Regions from separate parts of the Sus scrofa genome. Here region 1 is linked to region 2. The links are chromatin contacts, called in public HiChIP or PLAC-seq maps. All regions are on one chromosome and are shown on one strand. The core of a region is the stretch at or near the end of the contact, and the rest is flanking DNA. Distances in the headings are between cores, read along the strand shown. Region 1 overlaps LOC106509171 (a long non-coding RNA gene). Region 2 has its middle 280 kb from the start of MPDZ.

Region 1 (3,975 bases), core at 1,350-3,849, 100 kb before region 2:
CTAAAACATTTACTATCTTCCTTTTTCTGCATCTTCTCTCTCTACCTTTTCATACACATGGTACTTTTAAGTTATAGTTTTTGCAAGAGGGACCACCTCCTCCCCTTTCTGCCATTTCCTTCTTTTTCTTCTCATCTCTCTCCCCCCTTTATCAGTCTCCTCCCATCTTTGTCATGTTTCTTCCTTTCCTCCTCTTCTTCCTCTCCATCCTTCTCCCCCTCTTCCTCCTCCTTGATCGAAGACTCAGTTGACAGCATGCCATTCAGGCAAGATTATATCGCAGCAAACCTTCCAGATCTCTATTCTTGAACAAAAAGGAGTGTGAGGATCTTTTCAACTTATCAAAATCAGTTTAGAATGAAAATTCTAAGAAATGGGAGGACAAAACTGCATATGGTGTTTGGGGATTTGGGGGAAATAGGAGGAACAGGTGAGTTAATGTCTCCAGAGATTTGGAGGAAGGGAATTACTTCAGATGGGTCAGTTGGCTATAGCCAAGGCCTAAAGACTCTAAGTTCCTAAAATCTCATTTCTATGAGAGTAAAGACAGTTAAAGAGTATAAGAGCGTTAAAACCAAAAGACTATGCCTAGTCTGAATAAAGATGGAGAACAGAAGGGGAGACGTTAGTTCTATATCAGGGAGGACCTAGTACTGTTTCAGTCTTGTTCCATGGGAGGAAACTGCATGTGTATATGAACAAATAGCCAAACATACAATGGACTTGGACATTTGGGATCAGGCTATTAATGGATGAATTCTCCTAAGTGAGCATAACATAAGGGGTTAGCGTTCCATTGAGGAGATTGCTTTGATTAGAAGAGGACTTCAATGGGGCTTTTGTGGTCAGAACTAGAGCAAGGGGAACACAACTATGTCCTGAGTACAGTATTTACCTTCTGCCACCTAGATATCCCATCAGAGTTTCCTTGGTATTTGGCAGTTTTTAATAATTTCTGCCTCAGAAGCTGCACTGGTTCCCAAAGCCTGCATCTTCTCAAGGAGACAATCTGGCTACATGGTCTCCAATAGGCTTTTATCCAAGTATGCCACCATCACACTCTATCCCCTTTCTCTATCAACACTCGCTTATATGGAAACTGACACTGGAAATCTTCCTGACTCCACTTCTCTGGGACATCTTCACATCCTGTGGGCATGGGTGGGTAAGACAATGAACAAAACTTGGAGATCAAGGGCTCTGTGCATTTTGGTGGAAATTTCCCATTATCAAGTGTTATGGGAGAGAAAATATCATCTTGGCTGCTCTGACACTTACTTGAGCAGGAGATATCCCCTCAGCTATTTTCCTTTGGATATGGCCAGAAAAGACTGCATGCAGTAGCCAGTAATCTCCAGCTTGGGTAGCACATGGAGAGTTAACTGAAGGTAGCCAGATTTCAACCATATCTCAGTCACTGGAACACATTTAGGAATTTCTGGTCATATTATGGGGGGGATGTAGTTGAGAACTTGGTTGCTGAGCCTGGACTTTACAACACTACTGGTCAGAGGGATCTGATCAAGTCATGTGAATTGCACCTCAAATCATAAAATGGGACAACTGAGCTAAGCTTGCCATTTACTTCTTCACTTACTTGTGCGTCGTAAACATTTCCCATATTGCTACATGGTTTTGCATATTTGTTTACTGAATGACCTTCATAATTATGATTTGATTGCAGCATAATGATTCCCTTAAGAGGATGAGCCATAATTTGTTAGGCATTCATTGATTGCTGGACATTTAGGTTTTTTCCAATGTTTTGTGATTACGAATAATGTTGCAAAAATAGGCCTATTGCTTTTTTTCTTATGTCAAATCATTTCCTTAGTGTACATTCCCGGGAGTGGGATTATTGAGTCAGAGTGTAAACATTTCAGTTAAATAAATCTAAAGGAAAGAATACATTCTATATACTCAAAAAGATACTGCAAATCTGAAAAATACCAATCAACTGGGTCTGAGTCTTTACCCCATTTGATTTAATTCAAAATGAAGATAAACTTTCCTTTTTTATAGCTTTACCCTATGAATTAGCATCAAACACATTGGCTCTACCACCAGGCTGACCAAACAGACTCTAACTGCAGTCCTGTGAAACAGCACAACAGAAATTATCTCGCCCTTGGGTTCAGGATAACATCCATTTGCATTTTCATTTTCCCAGTAAATAGCTCTTGCCTCCCTAACTACAGCTGTGTGAAACCAACGGCGTCCACTTGGCAGTGAATCACATACCAAAGTGTTACTCAATTATCCAGAAATAAAACTTAAATCATTTCTCCTGGCTGAGTGTAAGGTAATTTTTACTTACCAAAGGGTAAAAATCATGCCTTTTAAGTCAGTTATGGCTTCAAATGCCATTTTTTTTTTTTTCTGATAGGGGAGGATATTTTAGATTCAAAGTCTAAGGTAGACTGACCAGGTTTCCTCTTTCTTATCCCTCTTCTCAAGGTTTTTGGCATTCAGAATGCATTCTTACAGCTTTACCTTAAGGTATATTCCACATTTACCTTGCCATTTCCCCAAGGGAAACATATTTCACAATAGTTACTCTTTGGTGATATTTGTTTCATGTCAACAAAAATGTACTGGGTGTGTATGCAGCAGGGCATATGGAAAGAATATGGGCATGATAGTCATGCCCAGCTTCTAGGTATCTACAATAAATTGAGGTAATTTTTTGAAGTTCCAGAGCCCTCATTTATTAAATGAAAATAATAATACTCCTTTCATAAAGTAATCATGAGGTACATTAATATGAAAAGTGAAAAAGCTTGGTATACAATAAGCACTCAATCAATGCTCATTCTTTTTTTTTTTTTTTAATGGGGTCTGAATGGAATACAAAAGTGAAAAACATGGTTCCAGCTCTCAGAGCCTGTGAAGTGGAAGATATAAACAGACAAATGTCAACAGCTAAGATACCAAACTGTCTGCAAAAAAATACCATGAAAAAGAAACAGAGTTTGAAGGAAAAGATCAAGGAAGAGATGGCTAAGAGATGATCTAGAGATCAGAACTAGAGAGGGTATATAAAACTATGAAAATAAGCATGAATCTGGGATCAGAGTCCTGGGCATCACCAAGCATCCTAACTTCTTTGAAACTAAGTTTCATTTCTTCCGGAAAGGAAGTCAACTAATGAGTTTGAAAACAAATGACATCGTGCATATGAAATCACTTTGTCATTTTAACAACCTTTTTTATTTTAATAATGATAATTCCAAATTTAACTATCTGGAAACACATTATGGAGGTGGTGGGGTATGAAATCCTTCTTACAGAATGGAATGCATGCTAATCACCTATTCAAGAAACTGGCGGGGGAATAGTTTACGATTCAAGGGAAAGAAAATGCACCACAGGGTGAGTAAATGGTTTCAATGGAAATAGTGTGGAGTTGGGACCATCTGGGAAAAACTTTGGATAGACGGTTTGCTAAGCATATATTTGTGTGTTTTATTCTACATCTTGGGAAGCTATTAAAGTTTGTTGACCTGGAAGCAAAACCATGCTCATCTTTCTTATCTCAGAGCTGAGTTTTAGAAAAGCATCCTCACAGGGGTATAGAGGCAGCACCCCCCCCCCTTGTTGAAACAGAATTTATATCACACATCCCAGAATCCACCATTTAATTAGAGAGGTTAGCATACAACATCCTCTGGTAGCTAAATAACAGCCCCCCCCACCATGCCCCACCCCGCGATGTCTACATTCTAATTCCCAGAACTTGTGAATGTGTTACCTCCTATGGGGTAAAAAAAAGGAGAGAGATTTTGCTGGAGTGATTAAGGATCTTGAGATGGGAACAGTGTGCTTGATTATCAGAGGTGGGTCCAATGTAATCAAAGTGTCCATACAAGAAAAAGGCAGGAGTGTCCAAGTCAGAAAGAAGGAAGAAGCCAGAGTGATGTGCTTTGAAGGAAGATGAAGGCAGGGGCTGAGAGTCAAGGAAGGCAGCCTCTAGAA
Region 2 (3,997 bases), core at 822-3,321:
AGGAGCATAAGTAATATAACTCCATATCCCTGGATTTACCAGGTTGGGAGGAATCACAATCATGTGAATCCCAACTGGCTAAACCAAATAGCCTTAGCGTTTCCTCAAGTTTCTTACCCCAGGTATTTCTGGCATGCTCCTCAAGAAATTCAAATCCATTCTTCCAATCTTTTCCTATTGCTTCTTACCCCCAAGTCTTGTTGGAATGCCCTGGAACATGACTACTCTCCTTGGGATTCAGCTTTCCCAATCCTTATTTATTGCCCAGTGATAGACAGTAGAGAAATTTCTCTGGACAAATTCCATCCCCATGGGCAAAAGTAACCTTTCTCCAAGTTTCTAGTAAGGCAAATTTTCAAAACTCCATAATGAGGTATCAATGTAATTCCCAAAGAATGGGCTCTTTAGTCTGGAATAAGACCACATATGGGTCCTCAACATTATAATTCACATTGGAATTCATACACTGGAATGAGGTCAACATATATCCGCAATCCCTTTTGCTGTCTGTGTGTAAATTATAGCATACATTTCATGTATAACTCCTACAAATAAAGAATATATTTCAGAGAGTAATCATGAAAATCTATACTTAGCAAAGAAATAATTTTCAGAAGAAAGGTAGAATTGCACAGGTTACGCCTTACCTGCTGACTTGTCTAGCATGAGTTGCACTACAAGATACTTGAGCCTTTGGAGAACCATCCTCCCCTTCAAAAGAGAACTGGCAGGGAGTTCTGGCCAACACTTTTACACAGGGTTCCCTGTGGACAAAATATGTTTAAATGCACTGCTTGCCTCTCTGTGATAAAAGGCATTTTGAGACAAGACTCTATAGAAAAGAGGGCACCAAGTAGGATTTTGAAATCCACGACCACTGAGAAGGGCAAATTCTACTCTTTGTAATCTACTTGGCCACTTATATGCTAAAGGATCAGGCATTATAAGACTAGACAATCATATACTGTAGAAATTCAACTAGGTACAATCCTTTTACATTGTATTCCCATTTGACTTTTAAAAACGGAATCAGGAAATTGAGTAGGTTAGATACTTTATTTAGCTGAACTAGTTTGTTGCTTATTTGTCTTGGTTACAGACTATCAGTAGATTAGGAACTGAAAAGAATGGTATTGAAATAGGGAATTTTTCAGAGATATTTGTGGAGAATTCTAACCTTCTCAGTAGGTTACATCTAGAAGAGGATACATCTAGTGTAGGGGTTGGCAAACTATGGCATGCAGACCAAGTGGGCATGCCATCTATTTTTGCAAATAAAGTTTTATTGAAATAGATCCATGCCATTCATTTACATGTTGTCCATAACAGAATTAAGTTATTGCTACAGAGTTCATATGGACTACCAAGCTTAAAATATTCAGCCCTTTACAAAGAAGTTTTGCCAAGCCCTGATCTAATATATAGCTGTATTTCTTGTGAAAAATATTTTATATTAAAGGAAGAGATGAGCACATATTTCTAAGAAAAGAAGCTAAACTCAAGATTAGAGCATCTTACTACATTCCTCCAACTGAACTCAACACGAAGATATGTAAAGAATTCAAGGACAACAGTACAGTGTCCTTTGTGTATGTGCTGAAGGAACAGTCCATTTTCTCATCTCCATCTGTTATGACACAGTTTCCCCAAGAAAAGCTCTTGATTTTAGCCAGACTGAAAGTGGAAGACATAAGGCACACTGCCTGCTAATCACATTGCTTGGAAGAGAGAAAAAAAAAAAAATTGAAAAGAATGTTTCCCTCTAATCATCTTTTCCTGTAAGTGGATTGTTTGAGAGATATTAAAATAGCTGAAGCAGCCTGGAAAATGGAGCTTAAAAAACAAACAAGCCCAGCATGCTCTAAGTTCAAAAGGTCTCTTGCGTATTCACTATCAATCACTCTATACATATTTTATTTAACCTTCTGTAAATATTGTCATTGTAGAGTGCTTTGGACAGGCTAATGCGCTGTGATGTTTTGTTAATGGAAACAGAGAAAATGATGCAGGAGGCCATCCCAGACAGGAAGAAGAGGAGGCAGATGAGGAAGGGGCAGACCAAAGGCAGAGCCCAGGGTGTTGGAGAGGTGAGGCCAGGACACTGTGTGGAGCTGACTTCTTCATTAGCAGTAACTGGAGCCCTGCCAGAACATTCCAAAAGACTAAACTCAACTTCAGAGCCTATCAGTCTCCCCACCCCCCTTCCTCACTTCTCTCTCTCAGCTTAGCCAAAAAGCACATATTGTTATTTTTTCCACATTCTAATGCTCTCCTTTCCAGTAGAAAGTCAGTAGGCAGAAATGGCCAGTCTATTTCAGTTCTGGGTCATCAAAGGCCCTCTAGGCTGCTCCTCTTAGGTAAGAGTTGTAGCTTTCATGTTCTCCTGTTTTGAGGATTTTGTTCCCCCATGCTGGAGGCATCTGGTGGTTCTAGAATGTGGGTATATGTCTCCCTACTTCCTGCCATCCCTCAGCAGCCCCACAGGGCTATTTGGGCAGGGGCTCTGAGCCTTGGGGAGCCATCTCTGAGCCTTGTGCCTTCCTTTCTTCTTTTCTTAAAAAGCAACACTGCCATGGCCTGAACTCCTGATGTGTTTTCGTCCTCCCCTCCCTTCCTTTTTCTCTCCCCCTCCTCCAGCTCCCTCTCCCTCCCTTTCCTCTTTCTGTTGTTGTTGTTTTTGTTGTTGTGTTTCCCACAGCAAAAAAGCTGCCCCGGGAGAGCTCAAGTCCACGTTGGCGGGCTCCCATTTGTGGTGCAGGTGTGCCGGAGCCCTCCGCCGTGTTGTCACCACAGCAACCCTCAGCTCTAATCTGCTGAATATGAAAGGAAGAAACAGAAAGAGAAAAGCCATCCACCCCCTTCTGCTCCATCCATGGGTCCAAAAGAAGGATACTGGCTCCAAGCATTCCTAATAATCCCCCAGCCATCGCCCAGGCAACAGTCACAGGGAGCTAGCGCTTGGTGGGGAGACAGAGAGAGAGGGGGGCGGGGGTCCCCTCCCAAGTTCCAACCTCCTTCTCTGCTTCTTCCATCCTGGGTCTCCTAATGGCCTCTCACAAACCCATGTCCCACTTCTGACCTCCCTGCTCCTAGGTCATCAACTCACAGAGGGGATCATTTCATCATATTCTTCCAATGGTACCGAAACAACAGTGTGTGTGTGTGTGTGTGTGTGTGTGTGTGTGTGTATGTTCTATCAGATGAGCTGTTTATGTGCTGAAAGATGGAGAAGGCCCAAGAATTTTCCTTCTCAGAGCTAGCAGTGGAAAAAGCTGTCCCTTGCTACTTTGCTCCTTGCATGAATTCAGCTGTTCCTGGGCTTGCAGAGGGTTTATAGGCTGGTCGTCCTCTAGCCCCATACCCAGCAGTGAAAGCTCACATTTGTCTTACCACCATCATGTTGATGCAGCTGGGCTTGACACTGCTTACCTCAGCAATTTTCTTTTTTCTTTTTCTTTTTTTTTTTTTTTTTGGTTGAAAGACAGAAGGCTTCCTTGTGATCCCAGCCTTTTCCTATCAAATGACACTCAGCCACGGTTTGGGTGACTTATTTACTGGCACTGGACCAGGAAAAACAAAAATGAACGTTCACAACTAATAAATCCTCTGGCTTAGATAGCTGCAGCAACAGTGGTGGGATTACATCAAAATGTTCAGTGTGATACTGCAGGGCTCCCTGGCAGTGTGGAACCAAGTAAGTCAGGGGTAGGAAAAGGGGGTCGAAGACAGGAACAGAGAAATGTTTTATACTCTGGGTCTCAGACACACTCAAACACTTTGAGCTTGAATCACACAATGTGCTTCTTGGTTGAAGATTCTAAATGGAGGCAGGAGGAGATAATGTATTGGAGTCATTAGAATAGGAGATGGCTCAACTTGCCACCTTTCTGTTTGATAAGTCACACTCATCTTCACCATGGTGAAGGTGTCCAGCCCAGACAGATGGGACAGCAAAAATCACAGCTTTCTCAGCTGCACTGAAAGAAACTATTTTTAC

Evidence for each region. HiChIP or PLAC-seq counts read pairs in DNA pulled down with a chosen protein or histone mark.
Region 1: an H3K27ac HiChIP or PLAC-seq map of skeletal muscle shows a contact between it and region 2. The contact joins two enhancer-like sites. A contact is called at or near these places in 2 of 47 Hi-C or Micro-C datasets (embryonic fibroblasts and skeletal muscle) and 1 of 2 datasets of contacts at active chromatin or transcription factors (skeletal muscle).

Annotation. Positions count from the first base shown.
Region 1 is chr1:209,001,220-209,005,194 of Sscrofa11.1, reverse strand. The region is part of intron 2 of LOC106509171 (a long non-coding RNA gene); the gene reads right to left. Among named protein-coding and RNA genes, the nearest start is that of MPDZ, 180 kb to the left of the region's middle. Within about 2 kb of position 2,599, at least 9 of the 83 cell types and tissues checked have an H3K27ac peak or open chromatin away from gene starts, as enhancers often do. A contact at or near this core is called in skeletal muscle, where this site is marked.
Region 2 is chr1:208,899,440-208,903,436 of Sscrofa11.1, reverse strand. No RefSeq gene overlaps it. Among named protein-coding and RNA genes, the nearest start is that of MPDZ, 280 kb to the left of the region's middle. Within about 2 kb of position 2,071, at least 34 of the 83 cell types and tissues checked have an H3K27ac peak or open chromatin away from gene starts, as enhancers often do. A contact at or near this core is called in skeletal muscle, where this site is marked.